2 separate regions of the Oryctolagus cuniculus genome follow, and region 2 is linked to region 1. The links are chromatin contacts, called in public Micro-C maps. All regions are on one chromosome and are shown on one strand. The core of a region is the stretch at or near the end of the contact, and the rest is flanking DNA. Distances in the headings are between cores, read along the strand shown. Region 1 holds the start of BOD1 (biorientation of chromosomes in cell division 1). Region 2 holds the start of CPEB4 (cytoplasmic polyadenylation element binding protein 4).

Region 1 (5,676 bases), core at 2,974-5,473:
ACCACAGGGCACACAGCACACTGGAGAATAAATGTACATAGTCGATATTAATTCTTGTAGTATCTGAGACGTGGCACAATCAATCACACCACACAAAGTGTTGTGTTATATATAAACTGTTATGCTATTTATTTATTTATTTCAGAGGCAGAGAGGCAGGGGGAGAGAGAGAAAGAGCACTCCCATCTACTTGTTCACTCCCCAAATATCCACAAGAGTTAGGGCTGGGCCAGGTCAACATCTAGGAGTGGGAACTCCATCCAGGCCTCCTATCACCGCTACCTCCCAGGGTCTGCATTGCAGAAAGCTGGAATCAACCCCAGGCACTCCAACATGGAATGCTGGTGTCTTAACTGGCATCTTCATCCTGGGCCGAATTCCTACTGCAGTTTGGTCATTAAATGTTGGTATCTCCCACTGACTATCCCTCCAGTCACCCTGTCCCAACTTTTGTTTTTTTTTTTTTACAGACAAGAGATGCAGTCCAAAAAGGAGGTATCAGTGATACCCTTTAGCAATAATAATTTGAAGTGATAATGTGTTAAAAAAATTGAGCCTGAAATCTTGTCTGAGGTGCATTTTTGGTGGGAGACGTCACAGTGTGGATTAGCACTGAACTCTCCAACTTATTCATGCCCTGGGTTCTTAATGTGTACGGGACCTGATCTTTTATTAGAGACACTGGAAATCATCAGAAACACACGAGCCAAAGAAACAGCCAAGAGATGGTGCGGATGTCGTCAGTATGTCAGAGACAGGCAGTCTCAAGGAACTCTGGACACAGTGAACAGCTGTCAGCCTCCCAATCCACAAGGCTCCGGACAGAGTGAGTCCATGGAGGCAAGAAGAGAAAGGGCCACTCCGTGAACATGAACAAGGGCCAATGGCTAGTCCACGCCAAGAGGGCGAGGGGTCTAAATGCAGCCCTGTGTGTGGTCGTAGAGTTCTGGAATGTTCTTACTTACAGACCAAGATCCTAGAATAGAAGGTTTCCAGGGCAACCCCTGTACTTCTCACCTCTGCTCTTGCTTCCGGTCCCAGGCTGGGAGTCCAGCTCAGTCGTGTATTACAGACAAATCGCTGGATTGTTCCTGACCTCTTTGAGTATTAACTGTGCAGGGCAGTATTACAAGTTTCCAAGTGCCTTGTCCTACACCTCCAACAGTAAGTTTCCCACTCGCTCACTCATATTTTTAATTTGGCCATCAGATATTTACAGAGAGTCTGTGTATACCAGGTACTATTCTTTTTTCAGATTTATTTTATTTATTTGAAAGGCAGAGTGGCAGGGAAGGAGAAAGAGAAAGGGAGAAGGAGAGAGAGAGAGGGAGAGGGAGAGGGGGAGAAAGGGAGAGGGGCTGGCGCTGTGGCTTAGAAGGTAGAACCGCTATATGCGCGTCAGTTTGAGTCCCGGCTGCTTCACTTCTGACCAGCTCTCTGCTATGGACTGAGAAAGCAGTGGAAGATGACCTACATTGTTGGGCCCCTGTGCTCATGTGGGAGACCTGGAAGTTGCTCCTGAATCCTGGTTTTAGATCGGCGCAGCTCCGGCCGTTGCAGTCATTTGGGGAGTGAACCAGTGGATGGAAGAGTTTCTCTCTCTTTGCCTCTCTGTAACTCTGCCTTTTAAATAAATAAAGAAATCTTTAAAGAGAAAGAGAGAATCTTCCACCTGCTGGTTCACTCCCCAAATGGCCCCATGGTTGGGGTGGGCCAGGTCGACACCAGGAACCTAGAGTTCCATCCGGGTCTCCCACATGGATGGCAGGGGCCCAAGTACTTGGGCCACCTTTGCTGCCTTCCCAGACACATCAGCAGGGAGATGGGTCAAAAGCAGAGCAGCAGGACTCCAACCGCCACTAGGATATGGGATGTTGGCATCACAAGAGGAGCTTAACCCGCTGCACACCACATTGGCCCCAGCAGGCACTGTTCCGAGTGCTAGGAATGCAGTGCTGAGTGCAACAGAGCAGCCCTGCCTTCTGGAGTTTAGGGGCCAGTGGGGGCGATAGAGGTTAATCAGCCTCCAAACGCAAAGGGAAATTCACAAGATAATGTTAATCAAGCGTGCTAGGGACCTGGAGTTCTGCTAAATGGGAATCCTCCTCCCCACCCTGGATGCAGTTCCCGGTCACACCAACCACAAGCAAAGAACCTGGCGCTCCGTCCAGCGGCAGCACACGCAAAAAGCCCATGCATTTGACTACTTTTTCATATCTCCCTTGGCAACCTATGGATCTCATTTCTCTCTTTTTTTCCCCCCCCAGTTTCTGCCGTTTCCCCTTCAAGGTTTGGATTTGGGCTTGTGAAGGCTCTGCCTTTTCACGTGTAACTCACTGGGCTTGGGCAACTTGTTACTGGCAAGTTTGAACATTGCGAAGCAACAACGATTTGTTAAAGGATGCCTCCAAATGAGATTGCTACCTACGCCTAAGTCAAAACAAGATTCTGCCCAGACAAGTCCAACTGCTCCGCGCTATTAATACAGCAATGGCGCCCCCTGATGACCATTGCTGTGTATTACATGTCTCTGCATGGGTGTTTTGGATGTAGTGGAGGACCTCTGTTCCAGGGTTTGGTTAAGTCAAAAGCCTGCCTTAGTATAAATTACCTCGGACCCCCATCCCCCAACCCCACCCCACCCACCCCACTTAGATGAGTTCCAGAGGAGCAAGGAATTAAGCTTTGAGCTGAAGACCAGCAATGAACAAGGCACGGCCCCTCGTCTAAAGCTCCCACTCTGGCAGAAGAGACACGCGGCCAGATTATAGCTTATTCCCTCTCAGTCAGAATAACTGCAAAAATGCCTCAGGCTCTGAGGACATAAATCAGGGAGCAAGATCTGATTAGGTCTGGGGTCAAGAAAGCTTCCTTGTAGGACAGGGTAAAGCGTAGCATGTCAGAAACGACAAGCAGCTGGTCATGTTGGAGAAGTTTGGAGGAGAATGAGTGTGGGGCAAGGCAGCCTGAACCGGGTTTCTCCTGGGCTAGAGATGAATGGTCAGGGTGCAGACGGCTAACAAAGACCTTGGGTCATTTCAAAGCCGGGCAGCCATAGAGAGAAACTGGCCTTAACTCAACCATTAAGTGTCACTGCGTCACAAAAGCAGCGGCATGACCCAACACCAGAACATCTATGTGGAGGGTCATGTTCCACGTTCTTGGGTAGTAAGTGTTGGAGTGGGGATCTTGGCTCTCTCGCTTGGGCTATGTCTTCGCAGGAGCCAGAAATACTGCAGAATTTAGGATGTGCCTCCCCTCCATTGCTTAGGTCAGATGACAAATAACAATAGCAGGTGTAATTGCAGGAGCAGGGAGCAGGATTGGAGTTAATAATGGGCACAAGGCTAAAGGGAAGGGAGGAGAGTGGTGGCAGCTTCCCATAGTGAACCGTGGCTGATTAAAAAAATCAATACACAAAGCCTTAGCTATGGCGCAATGCCCGCTACCTCTCAGGATGCGGTATACCTTAGGTGAAATACACAGGACTTGGATTCGGGAAACCTGGATTGAAATCCTGCTCTTGCACTGGCTGGGTAACGAGCAGTCCTGTGCCTCCTTTTGTTTCTGCAGCTGTAAAAAAAAGGCGGAAATAGGAGGGCCTGTTATTTGATGGCCGAGTCGGCTATGGTTATCGACAATATTTAATATTTGTGAGGAAATTCACACATATGTAAGAAAATGAAGGGAGGCTTTTTTCTTTACATTTCTGTTATTTTACTACTTTCTAAAACCGGCGAGCACCGAAATTGAAATCAGAAAGGGAAAAAAAACACCCTACATTTTTAAAAATATTGTTATTAGGACTAACCAGCTGTTCTCCGCCCCCCCTTCACACTGTTCAAGGCGGACGTAGCAGCGCGTGATTCCAAAGCCCCGACCCAGAAGTGCTGAATCAAAGCCTTTAAGGGATAAACCTGTAACCCACACTTTTAATCAGCTCTACAGCTGATTCCTATAATCAGGCACTGTTGATAAGCTCTGATTTAGCTGGAAGGCTGCCAAGACCGGGCGGGGAAGGCCAGTCAGGTGGCCGCAATGCTGACGACCTGAGCCTACAATTCCCACATGGCCCCGCGAACTCGCGACTGCAGCCAGGAGCCTGCCGGGAGTTGTAGTTCTCCTCGACAAACTTTCTGCCTATAAGAATGGCGGGGATGGCTGCAGAAAACCACCTGCCCCACAATGCAAAGGGAAAGGGTGACGCCATCGGGAGCGCGCCGGGACCGCCGCGGGCGGTTTCTGCAGCCTCCACCTCCGTCTCCGCAGCTTCGGAACCTGCCTGCTCTGCCGTTGCCCTTGCCACCGCCACCGCCACCGCCACCGCCACCGCCACCGCTATTACCACCTCCGCCGCTGCCTCCTTGGCGCCGCCCTCCTCCGCGTCTGCCTCCAACTCCACTCACTTCACGCCCTCTGTCGCGTGTTTGGCATCCTCCGCGGGCCTTGGGCGCAGGCATGGCGGACAGCGGCGGCGGCGGGGGAACGGGCGCTGTGGGCGGCGGCGGAGCAGGCCAGGCCTCTACCGGGGCCGCGACGGGTGCGTCGGGGGCCGGCGGGAGCGGCGGCCCCATCAACCCGGCCTCGTTGCCTCCCGGGGACCCGCAGCTCATCGCCCTCATTGTGGAGCAGCTCAAGAGCCGAGGTCTGTTTGACAGCTTCCGCCGGGACTGCCTGGCCGACGTGGACACCAAGGTAGCTGAAGCCGCCCGGGCCGCGGGGAGTGGGGGCTGGGCGTGAGGCCGTGGAGGTTGCAGCTTGGATTGTCCAGAAGCAAGAGCAAAACAAAAGAGAGCTTTAAAAATCTCAGCAGTGAGCTGCCGCGCCACTTGGGGCAGTGCAGAGGTCTCTCTGTGCTGCACACGTGGGGTCGGCTCGCAGCCGGGCGCTTGCCAGCCGTGATTTGTTTTAGAGCAGTCGTTTCTCTGAACCTGGGGGTTCAGTACAGACTTTGGAACCTACACCCTGGTTTCCCCAAGACGGAGCAGCTTTAGGGCCCTCAAGAACAAACCAAAGCCAGGAAGCTGTGCCAGAATACTTAGGCTGCCTCCCCAGTCTCTGCTCAGGGGGCTTGAGTGCGCTGTCATGGCCCTTGTCGCCAGCTCAGTGACGTGTAGGCTTTAGTGCGCAGGTGAATTAAGGTTCGCTGTTAATGGAAACAGCACCCTTATCTGCTGCTACATCATGGAATGAAGTTAAAGATGGGTGCCTGTTGTAGATCCTAGTGCCAGCGGCCGGTCGCCCAGGAAGATGCCACCACACTTCTACGTGGATTCAATGAAGTATTGTGGTGTCGTACAGTCCTTGAAGGAGTGTTCGTCGTCTCCCTTTTCAGTTTCTCCCGCTGGCGCCGCGGCTCACTAGGCTAATCCTCCGCCTTGCGGCGCCGGCACCCCGGGGTTCTAGTCCCGGTCGGGGCGCCGGATTCTGTCCCGGTTGCCCCTCCTCCAGGCCAGCTCTCTGCTGTGGCCCGGGCTTCTGGAAAGCACAATTTCTCCTCTGAGCTTGCCTACCTCACAGCAACATTGTGAGCTTAATGGATGTTTAAAGATAGGGAAAGACCTGACGAGTATTGTCCTCTAGTGCATTAGGCTCTGAGGATGCGGGACAGGTGAGTCCCTGCGGGAAAGCAGACCCTGAGCCAGCAGGCCAGTATCTAGTCAGGGTCCTGTTGGC
Region 2 (5,204 bases), core at 1,829-4,328, 240 kb before region 1:
GTAACCACTGAGAAAACTGTGATTCAATAGTTGGTTTTCAATGAATCACAACTTTACCATGCCAAAAGTACTGAATTTTTTTCGTTATACAGTCACTTCATACGGGCAGAAAGCATTCATTAGTTTCCACAGGGCAACGTATTTGCACCCACATATTATTAATCTCACCTAAATAAGCAGGGAAAAACTGACCCTGATTCCCTTGTCAGTCAAGAAAAGCATGATAATTAATAATTATGACACTACTAGCTACCTGGTGTTCATAATTATCTATGGAAAGATTGAGGCTACAATTAGAAAACTGCCAAAGAAACAACTAAATATTTTGTTCCGAATCACCGTCTTCTGATAAAATAAGGTCTGGTGATGGGTTCATTTTCTATCTAAAAAGAACCCTGATGTGACTAGACACTTCAAACCGTGTAGCTACACAGATATATACCATACTATTTTCTAATTCATCTTAATCTATTAGTGAAACATAAGCTTACCGGGAAAGGAAAAATGTTGTCAGCCCTGTTCAAGCTATCTTCCATCCAGGATTTAGGAGCAAAGGCAGAGCTGGGGCGAGCATACTTCTGGAGCTGAATATGATTGCTTGCAAAATTCTTCTTCAAAGGCGAGATGGAGTTCAGGGGTGTTATTCCACCATTCAGCCCTCTGCGGTGATCTCGGCCTTGGGAGCCTCCCCAGCCACCATATCCGCCACCTCCGGGGCTCCAGGAAGAAGATGGGGTTGGAGAGGGGCTCTGGTAGCTGCTCCACGGAGAAGGGGGTTTGTTAAGATTATTCGCCAAATGAGGGAGCTGGTTAAAAGCAGCACTTCTATGTGTGAAGGGTGGGGGATGGGGGCTGGCAGGAGACCTCCTCTGCTGCTGATGCTGGCTGTGATGATGCTGGAAATGAGGGTGATGAGGGTGGTGCTGTGAAAGAGGCCCGAGCTGAGGGGAGAAGCTGCCTCCAAAGCCCGGGCTGACGTGATGGGGAAAATTTTGAAACAACAGAGCACCGTTATTAGCCGACGCAGCAGGGACCCCTCCCTGATGGAAAAAACTTGCATCTTCATTGATTATGGTAGAAGAAGAAGGCGCTATCGCTGCTGACCAGTTACTGAAGCCGGTGAGAGAGGACGCACTGGATGTCAAGGGTTGGGTCGAAGTACCTAGCCCCGTGGCCTCCTGGTAATCGAAGCCTGTCAACACTGGTGATTCGATTCTTATCTTCTCCTTCCCATTGCCATTTTCCGAAGAATTGTCCCCTTGATTTTCTTCCGACTTCGCCTTCTCCGTTTCAGGCAGTATTCCAGTTTCTTGGCCTGGACTCGGGGACAGCTGCTGCTTCTCTAAGGGGTCTTGCTGCTCCTGCTGCTGACTTTTTGCTTTTTCTGACCCCAAGATCTCATCCTGAATGTTGTGGGTAGCGGGAGCAGGAAAGAGCCAGGCTGAGCCAGCACTGCTGCCGTTGGCAGCTGTGTTATTATTTATAAAAGCAGCAGGGCTGGGGGTGGCATTTTGGTGATGGTGTGGAGGCTGCAGATGTGGATGGAATCTGACTGGAAAAGCAGATTTATTCCCAGTATTGCTTTGCACTAGCACTCCAAACCCGTAATCCCCCATTTATTATTTTTAGGATCAGAATCTGCTCAGCCAAAAATGACAACCTGATGTCTCCTGTCTCTTTTTGCCCCCACCCCTCTATTCAAAATTTCAGTTGTTTGCTTGCTTGAAATCTGATGTATAGCTAGCTCAACAATTGCAGCTTATCACCCTAAGGAGTTCTGATTTGGAATTCTGGTCTCTGAAAGAAGAAAAAAATTCACAACTACAAAAAAAAAAATTTCTTAAAACATTGACATGAATCCAATTGGGCTTCTTTCTAGGAGGGAATAAAAATGGAGAGGGTAAAAATCAAGTCTTTGGTTAGTAAAATAGGCGCTTTCTTTTTCCAAAGGAAAATGTACATGAATGACAAAAACACAGCTTCTCAAGCATCTATGGATGTAGAAGAATAAGCATTGAGCAGAGTAAAAATATATATATATATATATAATTTAACAATCACATAAGGTCTTCCCCAGCAGTTTAGATTCACTCACATAAAAATTAGAATAGGGCTAAGGGGAGAATACGTTCTTTTCTTGGCAGCTTGGTTAAAAAAAATCAGGAATAATTTAAGAACATTATATATTATATATTTATATAGATAGATTATATTAGGTTATCTGGGGCTGGGAGGGGGGGTGAACTCCTGGTTGCGGGAGAGGAAGTCAGCATGGACTAATGGAAAGATGATCGCACGGAGCTCTCTGCTGTTCCTGGTCCTGCTTCTGCTCTTTCGCAGGGCGCAGCTGTGGCCTCTGGGGCTGCTCCTGAGGCTCCGGGTGCAGATCCTGCTGCGGTCGTCGTCCCTGGGCTCCCCCCGGCCTCCTCTCCCCCATGAAAGGGGCTGGAAACACCGGGCTCTCCCTCGGCGGGGGTGGGGAGGGAGCGTGATCGGGAGGGATTAGCGAGACGCGACGAGGGCGAGCTGGCGGCCTGGGGGTGCGGGGACCCAGCGGGCGACCTGGAAGGTCCTGCGGTTTCTGCCTCTTCCCCTCTCTGCGGCTCCGGGGTTTTTTTCCCTCATGGGACCCAGGGGCGGTTTGTTCAGTTCTCTCAGTTCGATTCTCCGCACGGGGGGGGAAAAAACAAAGAGGGAAAAAAAGTAAAAACCCACTACCGTAGTTACTCTAAAGGAGAAAGGCCTCCCCCCTTGGCTCTATCTCTCTTTTCTCCCGGATCTTTTTTTTTAAACTATAATTTGGAAGGCTTTTGTTTCTCCTCACGGTTGCTGGGCCGCCGCCGCCGCCGCCTCTTTACCCCGGTCCCGCAGTCCCCGCTGTCGTGGCTGCGGGCTCCGCCTGGCTCTTCTTTTTCTTTCCTTCTTCCTCCTCGTCCCCCTCTGCTGTGGCCGCTGCCACCGCCGCCGCCGCCGCCACCGCCTCCCGGTGCCCGGGTCCCGCAGCCGCGGCTGAGTCCTTCTCCTCAGGACCGAGCCGAGTGAAATGACAACCAGCTGGAAAGACCGAGAGACACTTCCGGTTCGAAGAGGGAGGGGTGGGGTAACGCGGATGCCCCGCCCACCCCTGCCTAAATACCAATCGTCTGCTAGAATTCCAAGGGGACCACGCCTCCAAAGCTCAGTGCCCCTCCCAGGAAGGTCGAAAAGTGAGCCCGAGAAACGCCCCTTCCGTCTGCGCCTCGCCCAGTGAGGCCCGGCGTCTGGAGTCCGATGCCCCCACCCAAAGCGAGCGCAGCTGGTCGCCATCTTTTGTGTGGGCAAAGGATTCCTTCGACGATTACTTTCGCCAATAGGGCTTTGCCGAAAGATCGAAGAGGGACGCGCTGAAGAGAATGGACTCTTCACACACTATGGCATGAGGTTAAGGTGTTAGGAATAAAAGTGGTAACCCGTGAAACCGCGGATGAACGGGAGGTCTGCCCTGAGTAAAGGTGGTGCCCCAAGCATCACGTGCTCTGGCCTGAGCTCCGCCCCAGAGGGATCTGGAAGGGGAGGCAGTGTTGCCAGCAGCTGTGCGGTGCCTAGAACTGCGTATGCCCTTGCCCAGAACGCAGACCTCATGAGGGACTCTCCTCCAGTCACTTTCCGTTTCCGCACCCGCACCCCCCTGTCCCCAGCCTGTCTTAGGTTCGCCTTTGATGCAGTCTCCCAGGCACAGAGATGTAGCGCTCGTGGGCGTCAGCGGCTCAGCTCCCACCCCCATCCACCGGGGAGACAATTTTATCCTAGGCCTCCGCGTGTGCAGCTCTCTTCTGTGGCTGCCCACCGCCGAGAGGATAATGGCCACGCTCCTTAGTCTGGCGTTCAAGGTTTTCCACCTTGTCCACAATGCATCTTACTGCCTCGTCTCCCTTCAGACATACAAGGGGAGTTCCAAAAAGTAATGCAAAAAAAAAAGGATTTGCTGCATATGAGATGTCTTCAAAAGGGTTATGGACAGTGCGTGATCTAAAAGAAAAAAAAAAAAAAAAAAAAAAAAACAAAAAGAACACTATGCTTGAACTGCAAAAAATGTTCTGCACCAAAATAAACTTGTCCTCTAAATCCATTTTTCCACGAACATGTTGAAATACCCTCAAACTGCCAGTGTGTTTTTCCGTGCCCTTCTCTTCAACATCCGATAAATTCTATAGTTTGAGAAATCAGTTCAAAAGCTACCAACTCTGTCTTCTGAATTCCTTCTTCTAAAAGTGTCTACGCCCGTATGTATCTTGCTTTTGCTTATCACACTATCTTGTCACAGTTGGGTGTTTCTCCCAGAGCAGTGTGCCACTCTGGACTCTTTGAGGAGTAAACGGGGATAGATAAGAGGCATCAGTGAATGAATCCTGACGCCATGAATGAACAAATGGGCAACCATGAGAACTTTCCCAGAGGACCATCCCCCATTGCCAAGCCTGAATTATTTAGTCCTTTGCACCATTTGGTTTGGCGCTCACATCTCTGTCATCATTTAGGTTCTTTGTTTGCGGCTCAAGGGTTCCACCTTGTTCGGCTTTGTGTTTTTCCACCACTGTGAGGACCATGGAAGCCTAGGGTAATGCCTCACTCTCAGCTCAGATTTTAAAGGTGTTGACTGTTTTACTTTAGCAAGAAATGGGGGAAAAATCAACATAGAGCTGAAAGTGACCGGAGCAAAACATCGGAAAAAGATAGGGGGAGTAACAAAAAATCTTATGAGCAAAGATGGCTTCCAGTTCACCCCGAGAGTCCCCTGCTAATGGTTCTGAATTCTCCTGCCTAAATCTCTCAATGCTGCAGCACTGCCATGGGCCCTTAATCATCATGAGCGCGAGCCTCCTCTCTGTAGCTCTGAGTTCTTGGGCACAAGGCTTGTGCCTTACTCTTGTTTGTTCTCCACGGCAGGACATGCCTTGAGCTGTAGCTGCTCCAGTTAGATGAAGTCATTTCCCCCAGGATGGTTTCTCTGACTGTCCCTCCTTGTAGCATCTCATAGATTCTTCTCTTTTAATTATTGCGGGCTACCGGTGGGTTGGTGTCTTGAAGGCAGAGACTGTGTCTGCTCTCTGTCCCTAGCGGCCCGCAGAGAGTCTGAGACAGAGCCAACTTGGGATGTGTTTATTGAATGAATGTATGAATGTGCCATTCCCAGTAGACAGTTGAAATTTTCTTGGAACTATCAG

What was found. Hi-C and Micro-C count contacts between places; a contact is called where the count stands out from the background.
Region 2: a contact with region 1 is called in a Micro-C map of ear pinna, with 5 times the contacts expected there. The contact joins the promoter of CPEB4 here to the promoter of BOD1 in region 1. A contact is called at or near these places in 4 of 6 Hi-C or Micro-C datasets (ear pinna, liver, psoas muscle and 1 more).

The regions. Positions count from the first base shown.
Region 1 is chr6:60,085,559-60,091,234 of mOryCun1.1, reverse strand. BOD1 (biorientation of chromosomes in cell division 1) reads left to right here and starts at 4,223. Exons shown (of 7, transcript XR_011389903.1): 1 at 4,223-4,695. It overlaps LOC127490555 (a long non-coding RNA gene), which reads right to left and starts at 4,148. Exons shown (of 3, transcript XR_007918564.2): 1 at 3,812-4,148; 2 at 3,469-3,573.
Region 2 is chr6:60,321,804-60,327,007 of mOryCun1.1, reverse strand. CPEB4 (cytoplasmic polyadenylation element binding protein 4) reads right to left here and starts at 3,078. Exons shown (of 8, transcript XM_008255399.4): 1 at 492-3,078. The coding sequence starts at 1,616.